Regions from separate parts of the Gossypium hirsutum genome. Here region 1 is linked to region 2. Evidence: chromatin contacts called from public Hi-C data. All regions are on one chromosome and are shown on one strand. Each heading gives the region's core, a stretch centred on a gene start, on an enhancer-like site or on the middle of the called end of the contact. The rest is flanking DNA. Distances are from core to core; before and after follow the strand shown. Region 1 holds the start of LOC107893985 (SUPPRESSOR OF ABI3-5). Region 2 holds the start of LOC107893989 (5'-3' exoribonuclease).

Region 1 (5,893 bases), core at 2,286-4,785, 230 kb before region 2:
AATATTGACACTGAGGATGAGTTGCTGTGATGGTAAGAAAGGACCTGAGATGATTTTTTGACCTGGGGAATGCTGTCTTTGATGGATCTGTGATGCGTTATATCTTACGAGGTTACTAAAATTAAAAAAAGTAATGTATGGTCTGAACCTTGCGATTGCATTACAGAATTAACTTGTTCCTTTTTAATTGCTTGTTTGGTGCATTCCGCTAATCTCGTTTAACCATGATCTTGTTGCTTTAATGTTTTGAGTTGTAGCAAATTTGACCGTGACCGTGTAGCTGTGAAGCGGTTGTAAGATATACACGGCTCGTGGGAAACCATTTGAGTAGCCGACAAATAAGATGTAGCAAGCTGTTGCTGCCTTGTTGTATCACATTGAAAATGGTTTTAGCATAGTTGCTTAGCTCTGTTGCTAGTCTGCTTGTAGCGGCCTGTTGCTGCCCTTCCTGTGGGGGATGTGCCGGTTATGGCACTAGCAGCATGTGATATCCCACATACGGTCACATGGCAGGGTTTAGCCTTCAATGTCGCTCCTTTAATTGATATGTTCTACGATATTGCGTGACTATATGATCTAATAGTATATTACAATCCGGAGACCCCTATTCTATATTGCTTTAGAGATGGTAATTAAGGAATGCAGTGAGTGGTCTTCTGTGCTGAATCCTCAAGAAGCTGTGTGTTAACTTAAAATGGTGGGGGCATTCATTGATCTCTGTTGCATTTTTTAACCTAATAATGGTAATAGTGATGGTAATAATTTGGGTTTTTCCTTTCATGTTATATGAAACGAAAAAGCTTGGGAAAAGAATTCACCTTGTTTTCTTCTTATTTAGACATGTCATCAATATCAATAACTTTCAAACTTAGGTAATTCAAGTCAATGCTTTTAAAATTGGACAGAAGGTTGAATTGATTAAATTACCGACTGGTTTTGGTTCAAGAAAAAAGAAGAGGAAAATATAGGACAAAATAGGGGAGATTATAGAAATTTTGGAAAATTTGAGGAAAATGGAAAAGAGAAAATAAAAATTTCTTTTGTTTATTGATAAAATTGCATTGGAATAGATGGAAATAGCTGTTATAAATAAAGTAGCTGAACTTCAGCTATTAATGAAGGTGAAAGAAATTTAATATTTTTTCTTTCCTTATCTGCTTCCAAAAAGAGTCGAAGCTTTTATATTCTTCTCTCCAAAATCATCTTAAAAGGCTTAGAGATAAATCATTTTAGTGAGCGGCTGCCTTTTTCTTATGTCCTTTTGTTTTATTTTTATTTCTTTTATTATTTTTGGAAGAGAAAACTAATTTTGGCCATTTTAAAATGGAGTCGGGCTGTAAATATATATTTTTTCAATTTCGGCTACAAAATATGTTTAATTAGAGAATAATTGGTTGAATCGATTTTTTATTGGTTCATCTAGTTGGTGGTCGCGGTTGATCCGATTTTTAGGTCAATCCCTTTTTTCATATTATTTCGGATTGGTGTATCGATCAGTTCTCGGTTCAATTGGTTCGATTTTAATAATATTAGTTTAAATAAATCAATTAAACAATCAAAATCCCAAGAAATCTAGTCCAAGTATGAGCTGCATTGAACTAATGGAGATAACTTTGTTAATTCTATGTCCTATGGGAATGTTTAACTTTATCTCTTTCTAATACTTATCAATCTATTTTGTGTTCATTTATTTTTAAATCATTTGATATAATTTTCTTTTTTGTATTTTTTATTTTATTTGTTTTGGGTTTTTCTATGCTTTTTAGATTTTTTTAAAATCATTTTTATCCAAATTTGGACTTTTTAAAAATATTTTTCCTTTTCTTTAAACTTTTAGAATTAGAAATAAATTGATAAATTTTGTAAATGTTAAGGGTTAAATTTATTGAATTTTTTAGAATTAAAACTAAAAGACAAATATTGTAAACATTGAGGGCTAGATTTGTTGAATTTTTAGATTTGGGATCAAATTGATAAAATGTGTAAATATTAGAAAGCTAAATTTATTATTATGCAAATAAAAAAAGGTTATGTCAATTTTCTGTTAAGTATTCAATGGTCTTAGTAAAAAAAAATTGTATTTAACGGTGGGTGATTAAAATTTTAAATTTTTGAAGAATTGATGATGAAATTGAAAGTTTTTGAAGTTGGGTAGATTACCTTTATTTTATCTAGTAAAAAATGAGTAAATTAGCCATTGTATGTTATATCAAATAGCAAATTAATTTTTTATTAAAAATTTCATTAATTTCTAATGTTGAGGGTTTATGTAACTAGTGAAGCAACTAAATAGTGATATATACATGGGGTGATTAATTCACGCAAAATGGATGAATTTTTTAATAAAAGAAAAAGATAAACATTTTTACAGGTAAATAAATGAATGAAATTTTTTATATGGATGTAATTCAACCAATCAGATAACGACACATCCCCACTTAACAATAAAAATAGATGAATAGAATGACCAGTTTACTATTTGGCCTAATATACATAGATAAACTAATTTATCTGAACCTCCAAACTACTTTTTTCCATACTTTTTGAAGTATATTAGGAAACAGACTATCTCATAATTAAATATGTATCTAGTTCAAATTTAAATTTTATCAAGGATAACATAACTATTGAATACTAAGATTAACTTTATTTATTATTTGACCTTTAAATTATATTTACCTTTTATTTTAATATTTAATATTTTGTTCTATTTTAGTACTTGAAATATTATTTTTATCTTGATTAATCCTCATAATTACTAGCATCTAGAACGAGTATGCCACATGTTTCATTATTGTTTGTAATAATTATTTGGTAAACTGGGAAGAAAGTGATTGTTAGGTATCATAGATAAACTACCAAACTAGAAAAATTCTTATTATAATGGTGAAATAATATAAAAAGAAAAAAATTATTATTTATATTTAAATAAATTTATATATTTAAATAAATTAGATTATATTTACTAAAAAACTATGACTTTTTCCCTTTGCATTTGTTATATTGTTTTTTTCTTTCTTTCTTCCGTTCATTTTTCTTTTCATTCCTTCTCCATTTTCTTCCTAGTTGTTCCAACCGCCATTGATTCTCACTGGCAGGCATATCATTGGAGCATCTCCAACTTGATTTTACCGAACTGAACCTCTCCCCTTGTTTTCATTTTTTGATTTTCTTGGGTCGCTATTGATGTTTGTTCTGCTTCTTTCTCTGTGATAAGTAGATTTGTCCGATAATTTGATTATTCGTTCAGCTCAACTCAAATTAGGTTAGATTTAGATAATACCAACTTTTGTTTAATTTAATTATGAAAATATATAAATATTAATATAAATATCTAATTTTATTAACTTTTTACATCCATAGACATCTCTGGTGCCGAGTAACCACAATGTGAGTTATAGACAACGTTACTGACCAAATAGTAATTCTTTAAAGTTAGATGACCAAAACTTAAACTTATATAAACATAAATGACCAATTTTGAAATTTACCCAAAACATCAGTTGAGTCGAGTTCCCGATAATTCATGTGGGCTCAGCTACATTGACAAGCTAGGTGAGTCGGCAAATGCTTATTGTCCCTTCCACCATTTTATTTTATTTTGCTCTCAAAGTCTCTGTATCATTTGAAATTTTGGAGCTCAGCTGAGAAATATTTGCAGTCATGGAAGAAAACCCACAACAGCGTTCTCATCTCAAGCGCCAATTCTTCGAAGACCAACACTCCAACAAGCCTCCAGCGTAATTATTTCCTTTGAATCCTCTTATTTATTTATTTAATTTTTTAATTTCATATCTCAGTATATCGTTGCAATTGTTTTTAGCTCGTAGTTCGTTTTCGCCGGTCTATATGTTTTAGGCCGTGCTTATTTAGTTTATTGATTTTTTAGGGTTTAAATGATTTTTTCTAAGTCTTTGATAGTCAATTCCTTTAGGCTTTGCTTGGTTTGAAGAATATAAAGAAATGATGATTGAAAATTTGTTAATCTTAATGGTCAAGCTAGAAGGTAGCGAAGTGGTTATGGCTCGGTGTAATCGGTACTGAGAAACGAAAATTAGAACCCGAATCGCTACTTATTTGAAACCTAATTAGATAGGGGCAATCTTCTCTCGTTTGTTTAGTAGGAACAAAGTACGATTTATTGGAATGTTAAAGAGATGTTTTGGAACTTGTATATATATAGTTTCTGTGTTTGTATAAATAAAATTTGAGGTTTGTGAAATCATTTATTTTACTCTCTAATTTTATAATAAACTATAGGTTAATGCGATCGCTAGTCTTACTGAATTAGGTTGCTACTGTTCTCTTATTGGGATTGCGCAAACCAATTCAAGATCGCTAGGGAAATAACGATTTCTGGTGACAGAGATCTTAACCATTTGATAAACTAATTTTCCATTCTCACTCCTTTTTATTTTTTAAGAATCATTTGTATTGTTTGAATTTTAGAATTGATATCAATATGTTGATTTACAGGCAAAAGAGGGTTAGGTTTCCCAAGGGAAAGAAGGTAAAGCCTGGAGAAGAAGCACCGAACAGAGTTGATATTGAAGACGGTTCAGGTGACTTGAAGGATCCTCGTCTCGCTGCTAAGGAGCGGGCCAAACGCCGCAGTCAAATTACTACGGAGCTATTTGCTGAAGATGGGAGAGGAATGCTTAATGATGTATCAGCTGCTGAAATTTCATATGAGGTAAGTTTATTGCACTCTTAGTCTATCTGATGTTAGATTCTATGCGTGACTTGATAGAATGAAGAGGCAATAAGATGTTAATATGCAGTCCATGTTTTTTGAATAAATGCCAATTTATCCTAACTGTTTTAAAAGTAGAAGATTATGCACAATCTTTGTACTCTCATCTAGTTTGTGGTGGTCCTGCCAGTTATGTACTGTAGCTTTCTCCAAGTTAAGTCTTTTGAATCTAATAAATGGTAAAGGGCCTTCTTTTTTCTCCATTTTATTCCTAAAAAGAAAGTATCTTTATCATTGATATGCCAGTTTAGGTTTTGGCTCTTACAATGTTTAGTGCTGCTGTGAGCTATCAAACACTTGGCAAGTAATTCTGTTATCGAGTTAATTTATAACTTAAGGATGCTTCTTTGCTGAATTGGCTGGATTTCTTGCAGTCAAGATGATTGCCAGAGTCCTCATATATTGGTTAAGGGGACAGGATTAGCCAATGATGAAGAATTTCTTTTTGCAGGATAATGAGAACTTCGTTGATGATGGAGTTCAAATAGAACCTTTCAATCTTAGCAAAGAAAGAGAAGAAGGATACTTTGATGCAGATGGAAACTTTGTTGAATATGTCGCTGACAAGGAAATCAAGGTAAAGCATTGTATTGACCACATGGAAACTTTGATGCAGAAGCTGCTAAATATAATTATCAGAATTTCTATTGACTCCACATGGAATTATTGTAGGATGCCTGGCTTGATAGTGTTGAAGTTGATATAAAATATACAGGAAAAACATCTGTAACCACAAAAGCTGAATATAATGAAGTTGCAGCACAGGATCTTTCCACCCAAGACGTTGGGATAATAAAGAGACGGATTGCCAATGTGCTTGAACCTGGAGAAACGGTAATTACATCATGATAAATATTTTGCCTGAAAAAGTAAATTGAAATGGTAGTCTTCAATTGTTACATGTTTGTTCTAAAATTTGCATTTTGCTTTATTATTAATTTTCTTTTTGTACATAGGAGGTTGTAACCTAGGATAGGAAATGAATTGCAGATGCTGAGATTCGAATCTCTGATCTGCTAGATGTCACCTTTCAAGAATTGGATGTACCAAGTGGACTAAACCCCAGAGTTCCATTTTTCTTTCATTTTCATGAAGTCAATACACTATATATAAAGTGAATACTGGATACTGTACCCGGTA
Region 2 (5,664 bases), core at 1,171-3,670:
GAAATAAATACGAAGATTACAAAGTTACAATATGCTAGAAATAGATAGTTCCAAAGGATCCCCGAATTCTTCCTAAAATACTAGAAATTGGTTTCGTAATTTGCCTTTTATTCTCAAAGTTCAGATATACTTGGGAATTCAAGCTTAATTCAGCCATTCCATTGTGCGTTTCTTCTGTAACAGCTTCCTAGATAAAAATGCCAAAGTTACCAAACCAAAGAAACATAAGTCTGAGTAGTCCATTTTGTCAGGACAATAACCGGAAACTACAAACTCAAGCAAAAGGTATATGCACACATACCGAAAACAAACCACACTAGAGACACATACATGCATGCATGTGCAAAGGAATTGTTCAAATGCAAAGTCAAAGCAACATTCAACCAAAAAGAGGACAATGTCACAGTAAAAGGCTTGTTAAAACAAAACTGGCTTAAAACCAAAAAAACGAAGAAAATATTTCACTATTCAAAAAGAAGAAAAGAAGGCAAATAACATCATCAAAAAACTACCAAAAACCTGTCCTAGTTTCAATTACAGAAACTTCTTTTCTGTTTCTTCAGTCATATGATTGTGTTTGTGTTTAAAAAGAAAATGATTAACAGAAGAACCTGTTCTTTTAAACATATTAATTTTTGTCACTTGTCATGAATCATTGCTAAGTAGTTTTAACCATTTATGTGCCTAACCTAGAATCTATTTACTTCATAGGTGGAGTAGACCAAGCTTCTACATCCATAACCCTTAACACCCTACTTTGAAATCCCAATCTCACTAACATTTGCAGCTTACTTCTTGCTGGAACTCACCATCAAAATCTATACATTTATAACCCCTTTTTCACCATCAATAAACCTCATAAATTTCAGAACTACAAGTACTAAATAGTATACAGTAGCCTTTAAATATGAAAGCAAGAAAAAAAGACCAGCACTAGGAAAAATGAAATTACAAATTTGGAGCAAAAGTGACACATGAAAGTCAGTCTTACCATACTTTTTTTTATAGACAATCTACAATACTTGGACGTAAGTGTTAGATAGTACAAATTTTTTACTCAAGACAAACAGGAGAATCTGTACTGTTAAACACATTAATTTTTGTCACCTGTCATGGGTCATTGCTACGCAGTTTTGACCTGGATTAGACCAAGCTCCAACATCAATGACCCTGACACCCTCCTTTGAAATGCCAATCTAACAAATATTTATAGCTACTTCTTGCTACTCGCCATCAAAATCTGTACATTTATAGCCCATTTTCACCATCAATGAACCACTAACATACAAAGATATGGACCCTCAGAGATTTCATAAATAAAGCTACTAAATAGTATACAGTAGCCTTTAAATTTGTAGGAAAAATGAAATTACAAACTTGGAACACAAGTGACAGATGAAGTCAGCCTAAATTACTTTGGATGGTACAATCATGTCCCATACCTAAACGAATAAATATTTCAAGAAGGATAACCATAGTCATAGCCTTCAGTACAATCACATAGCCTTATGAGTTCAAACCATAAAAATCAATCTACAGTTGAATAAAAACAATGTACATCAAGAACAGTATTCCCAACAGATTCACACACAACAAAGTACTATCACTACTATTCTATTTCAGCAATTCAATCAAACACATCATGGGCTTCTATCCATTCATTCAAAAAATCTAAAACCCATATCAGATGCCGATTTATGACAAACAAAAAAGAAGTACCCAGACTCTGTGACTCACCCCATTGCCATGTGCTCTCTCAACGAGCTTAGAAGGAGACAAGAACCCATCACTGTGTTTCGAATGGGAATGCAATTCAAACACCATTTTCTCCATCCCTCTCCCCAAACTCTTTTGCACACCAAAATCATCCACCACCCACGACGATAAACCCGCCGTCGAAGAAGAATTGGGGTTCTGGTGCCTGTCTAAATAAACCCATTCGGTCACCGATTTGAAAGCCGATGTTTGCTCAGCCGTCATCTTTCTCTTGCTTCCCCCACGCTTCTTCTTCTTGTTCTTCTTCTTGTCTTTTGCTTTGCTGCTGATGTTGTTTTGGCAACTGGGATTGTTGTTATCGCCGAGACCCACCATGGTTGAAAGATTTTCTTTGCCTTATTTTCCCTGTTTTTGTTGTTTACTATGATCAAAGAGAAAAAGAAAGAGGGATTAGACAAATTGAAGTAAAGCGGGACAAGAAAAAGATACAAAAGCGGCGAAGACAGAGATGCATAGAAAGGGGCAGGGTGGGGGACACAGCGTAATGCCCCTTGTATGTCACAGGTGTCCTCTCTTACCTTTGGTCCGACAGGTGTACTTTTGGTTTTTTACCTTCTTCTTTTTCAATTTTTATTGAATAATCCATTAATGGAGTTGAAACTTGAACCAGATAACCATGAAAAAAAAATGATATAAGATAGAGCGGAAAAGTAAAAAGGTCTAATTGTAGTTACAGTCCCTCTACGATACTGAAATTTAAGTTTTTAACCTCCTTAAGTTTTTAGATCTAAAAACGTAAGTTTGATTGTTAATGCTGTTAAAATTATTCATTAAATTTAGATTCATAATTAGTCTTTTGTTATACGGCTATATCAAGTGATTTTTTTTAATTTCAAAATATCGGAATAATAATTTAACAAAATAATTTAAACAATGTTAATAATTAAACTTAATTTTTTAAATCTAAAAAATGTAAGGACTAAATTCTTGAATATAAAAATAAATAGACTAAATTCTAAATACATGAAAAGTAAAATGACTTGGAATACATTTTAACCAATTTAATCTATCTGCTTTTTATAGTGATATTATTAGTTAGTCCAATCATTTTATTAATTTTTGTACTATAAGTTATGGACTTAATCTTTCTTTATATCTTAATTTATTAAGTTTAGTGTATATACTTTTTAAACTAATCAATTTTAGTCCGTGTATTTTAAACAAAAAATCATGATTGGTATTTTTCAAGTCAGATTTTTTAAACTTTGAATTTAATTATTTTAAATAGCTTAATTATTTGAATTTTGTAAAAACAATATATTTGAAAGTTTTTATAATAATTTCATTGTAGATTCTTATCATAATTGTTCTTTTTGACATAATGTTTAGAATTATTCATGGTCCCTCTTCAACTCATAAATAGGAGGATAATGTGCTTCAGCGCACTCGAACCCACGTCCTTCTGCATTGGTAACCATGCTTATGTCAATCGAGTTAAAACTCAGTCGATTATTATTTCGTGATGCTATTAACTGGATTTCTAAATGGTGTAAGATTGAATAGACTTTGTTTAGTTCACTACTAATTGAGTTTTTTTTTTACTTTTATCATGTTTTTATAAAATTAATAGTAATAAATTTATTATCTATATTTTAAATAGATATAAAGAAAATATTTTTTTTAAATTTGTGATTCATGTGATAAAAAATAAAATAAAGTAAAAACAAAGAAATTAAACTTCCAGAAGAAATCTAAAAGGAATTTTAAAGAAATTAATAAATTTTACAAATAAAATTAACAAGTTTTAAATTTAAAAATAATAAATTAATAAAATAAAGAGGGGTGGAGAGAATAAAGAACAAGAAAATATGAAAGCAATAGAGAATATAATTTATTAATCAAAAGGGGTGGTTACAATGCTTCATCAGAATCTCTATTTATAGGCATAAGAAGTATAAAAGAAGTAGAGATCTAATTCTAATAACTATTAAAATTTAAAGTATACCAAAACTTCATCTTGATCATGATGGACATCCACTTAATAAGATATTCATAACACTCCCCTTCGGATGTTCATTGGTAGATAATATACCTCATTAAAACCTTATTAGGAAAAACCCTGTGGGATAAAAACCTAACGAGATGGAAAAGAGTACACAATTTATAATACACATAATATGTTGCCTCATTAAAAACCTTGTCAGGAAAACCCAATGGGACAAAACCTCGGTTAAGGGAAAAAGAGTACAACGCGTATTTACTCCCTCTCATGAAAACATCACAAACTTTCTCATATTCTACGTATTCAATCTTAAATACTAGTTTTTCAAATGACTATTTGGATGTATTTGCTAAGCATTTATATTACTATTCTTTTAAAAGTCATGAGTGAGGGAAATTTGGGGAAATATATTTTGATCTCTTCAGGAGATTCAATAATAATCATAACAAACTTTAATCATGATTCTTATATAAAAACACAAATAGGTATTTTGGATCATTTTATAATCCTCCTTCAACTACTCAAATTTACCACATATGTTCAAATTTTTTCAATTCATATAAATGAATAATTTCTCAAGAATTTCAATATGCTTCTAGCATTCTAAATCCTTTAAGGATTTTAATATAAACTTTACTATATAGTGATTTATAAAGGTTGTAACAACAACCATTAGACGCAAGTTAAATCTTTTAGGAATTGTCAATATAATAATATATCTAAAGGTTATTGCATCCACTACGAAAGAGTATTATATCTTTTAAAAATCAATACCAGTACTTAGCGAAAAACTTTATATTTTTATTTCCCTTTTGTAAAACGACTTCATTTGCACCCTCATTGACTTTATACCTTTAGATATTTGGACTACTGGACCAAAAACTCCACGAATATAATTATACTTGAGTTGCGTCTTTTTTAATCAATTTATTCCTTATCTATATTTCTCAATAGATTTATTCAAGATCCTCATTTTATTTCATTATTTCAATGATAATATTGCATGCAAAATCATTGTCGACCACTTTTATTATTCGGTTCCACATTTTCTCGAATTGACATAACTTACCAAGATCTCTTATTTTCATTATTTTAAAATTCAATTTCAGGTGCCTGAATCTCTTCTGAAGTTTTATTTATTAGTTATGAAGAGCACCCGCCTCCACTATATAACCATCTAGAAGAAATTTTCATCTTTGGAACCAATTTATCTATATAACACTTGGTTATTCTCATTAAGTTTGTAAATACATCTAATAGTTAACTTGTAATGAGTTATCCTTATTAAATTTCTGGTTCAAATTACTCTCCTACTAACTCATTACAAGTTATTATTTCTCTTTCCCTAATGTCGGGAAAACTATAGAATCAAAATTGTAATCACAAATAATGTCATATTTGAATCTTCAATGCATTCAAAACATCTAGTAATAAAAAGAAACTTGTCATCAATATATATTCCCCACTTTCTTTGAGGATTCACTCATCTTTGTGCGTTGTGGTGGAGCAATTGGAATATATACGCACATACAAAAATTCAAAGATGAGAAATAGTTGGCTCTTGACCAAAAATCAATTGTAATGGGAGTATTTATAACTTATTGGCTTGATGCGTACAACATATAAATCAACATAATCTCATGCTGAAATAAAAATTTTAGTTCTCATAAGTAATGATTTAACTATTAGTTGGAGGCATTTGATAAACAATTCAACTAAATCATTTTGTGTGTGAACATGAGCTATAGGATGTTCAACTTTTATCCCAATTGACATGAAATAATCATTAAAAACTTGGGATGTAAACTTACCAACATTAGCAAGATGAATTGTTTTAATTGCATGATATGAAATTAATTATTTAAATAAGCAATCTTGCAAACGATGGGTTGCAAATTAATAACATATATGTGATTATTTTGTAGATTTATCTACCAAAATTATAT

The links. A called contact is a pair of places that touch in the nucleus more often than the background predicts.
Region 1: a contact with region 2 is called in a Hi-C map of leaf, with 1.8 times the contacts expected there. The contact joins the promoter of LOC107893985 here to the promoter of LOC107893989 in region 2. A contact is called at or near these places in 2 of 34 Hi-C or Micro-C datasets (leaf and seedling).

The regions. Positions count from the first base shown.
Region 1 is chrA13:15,605,422-15,611,314 of Gossypium_hirsutum_v2.1, reverse strand. LOC107893985 (SUPPRESSOR OF ABI3-5) reads left to right here and starts at 3,535. Exons shown (of 11, transcript XR_005907512.1): 1 at 3,535-3,740; 2 at 4,477-4,693; 3 at 5,205-5,330; 4 at 5,426-5,587. It overlaps LOC107893983 (serine/arginine-rich splicing factor SC35), which reads left to right. Exons shown (of 8, transcript XM_016819142.2): 8 at 1-666.
Region 2 is chrA13:15,371,102-15,376,765 of Gossypium_hirsutum_v2.1, reverse strand. It overlaps LOC107893989 (5'-3' exoribonuclease), which reads right to left and starts at 2,420. Exons shown (of 6, transcript XM_016819151.2): 1 at 2,295-2,420; 2 at 1,738-2,137. The coding sequence starts at 2,091.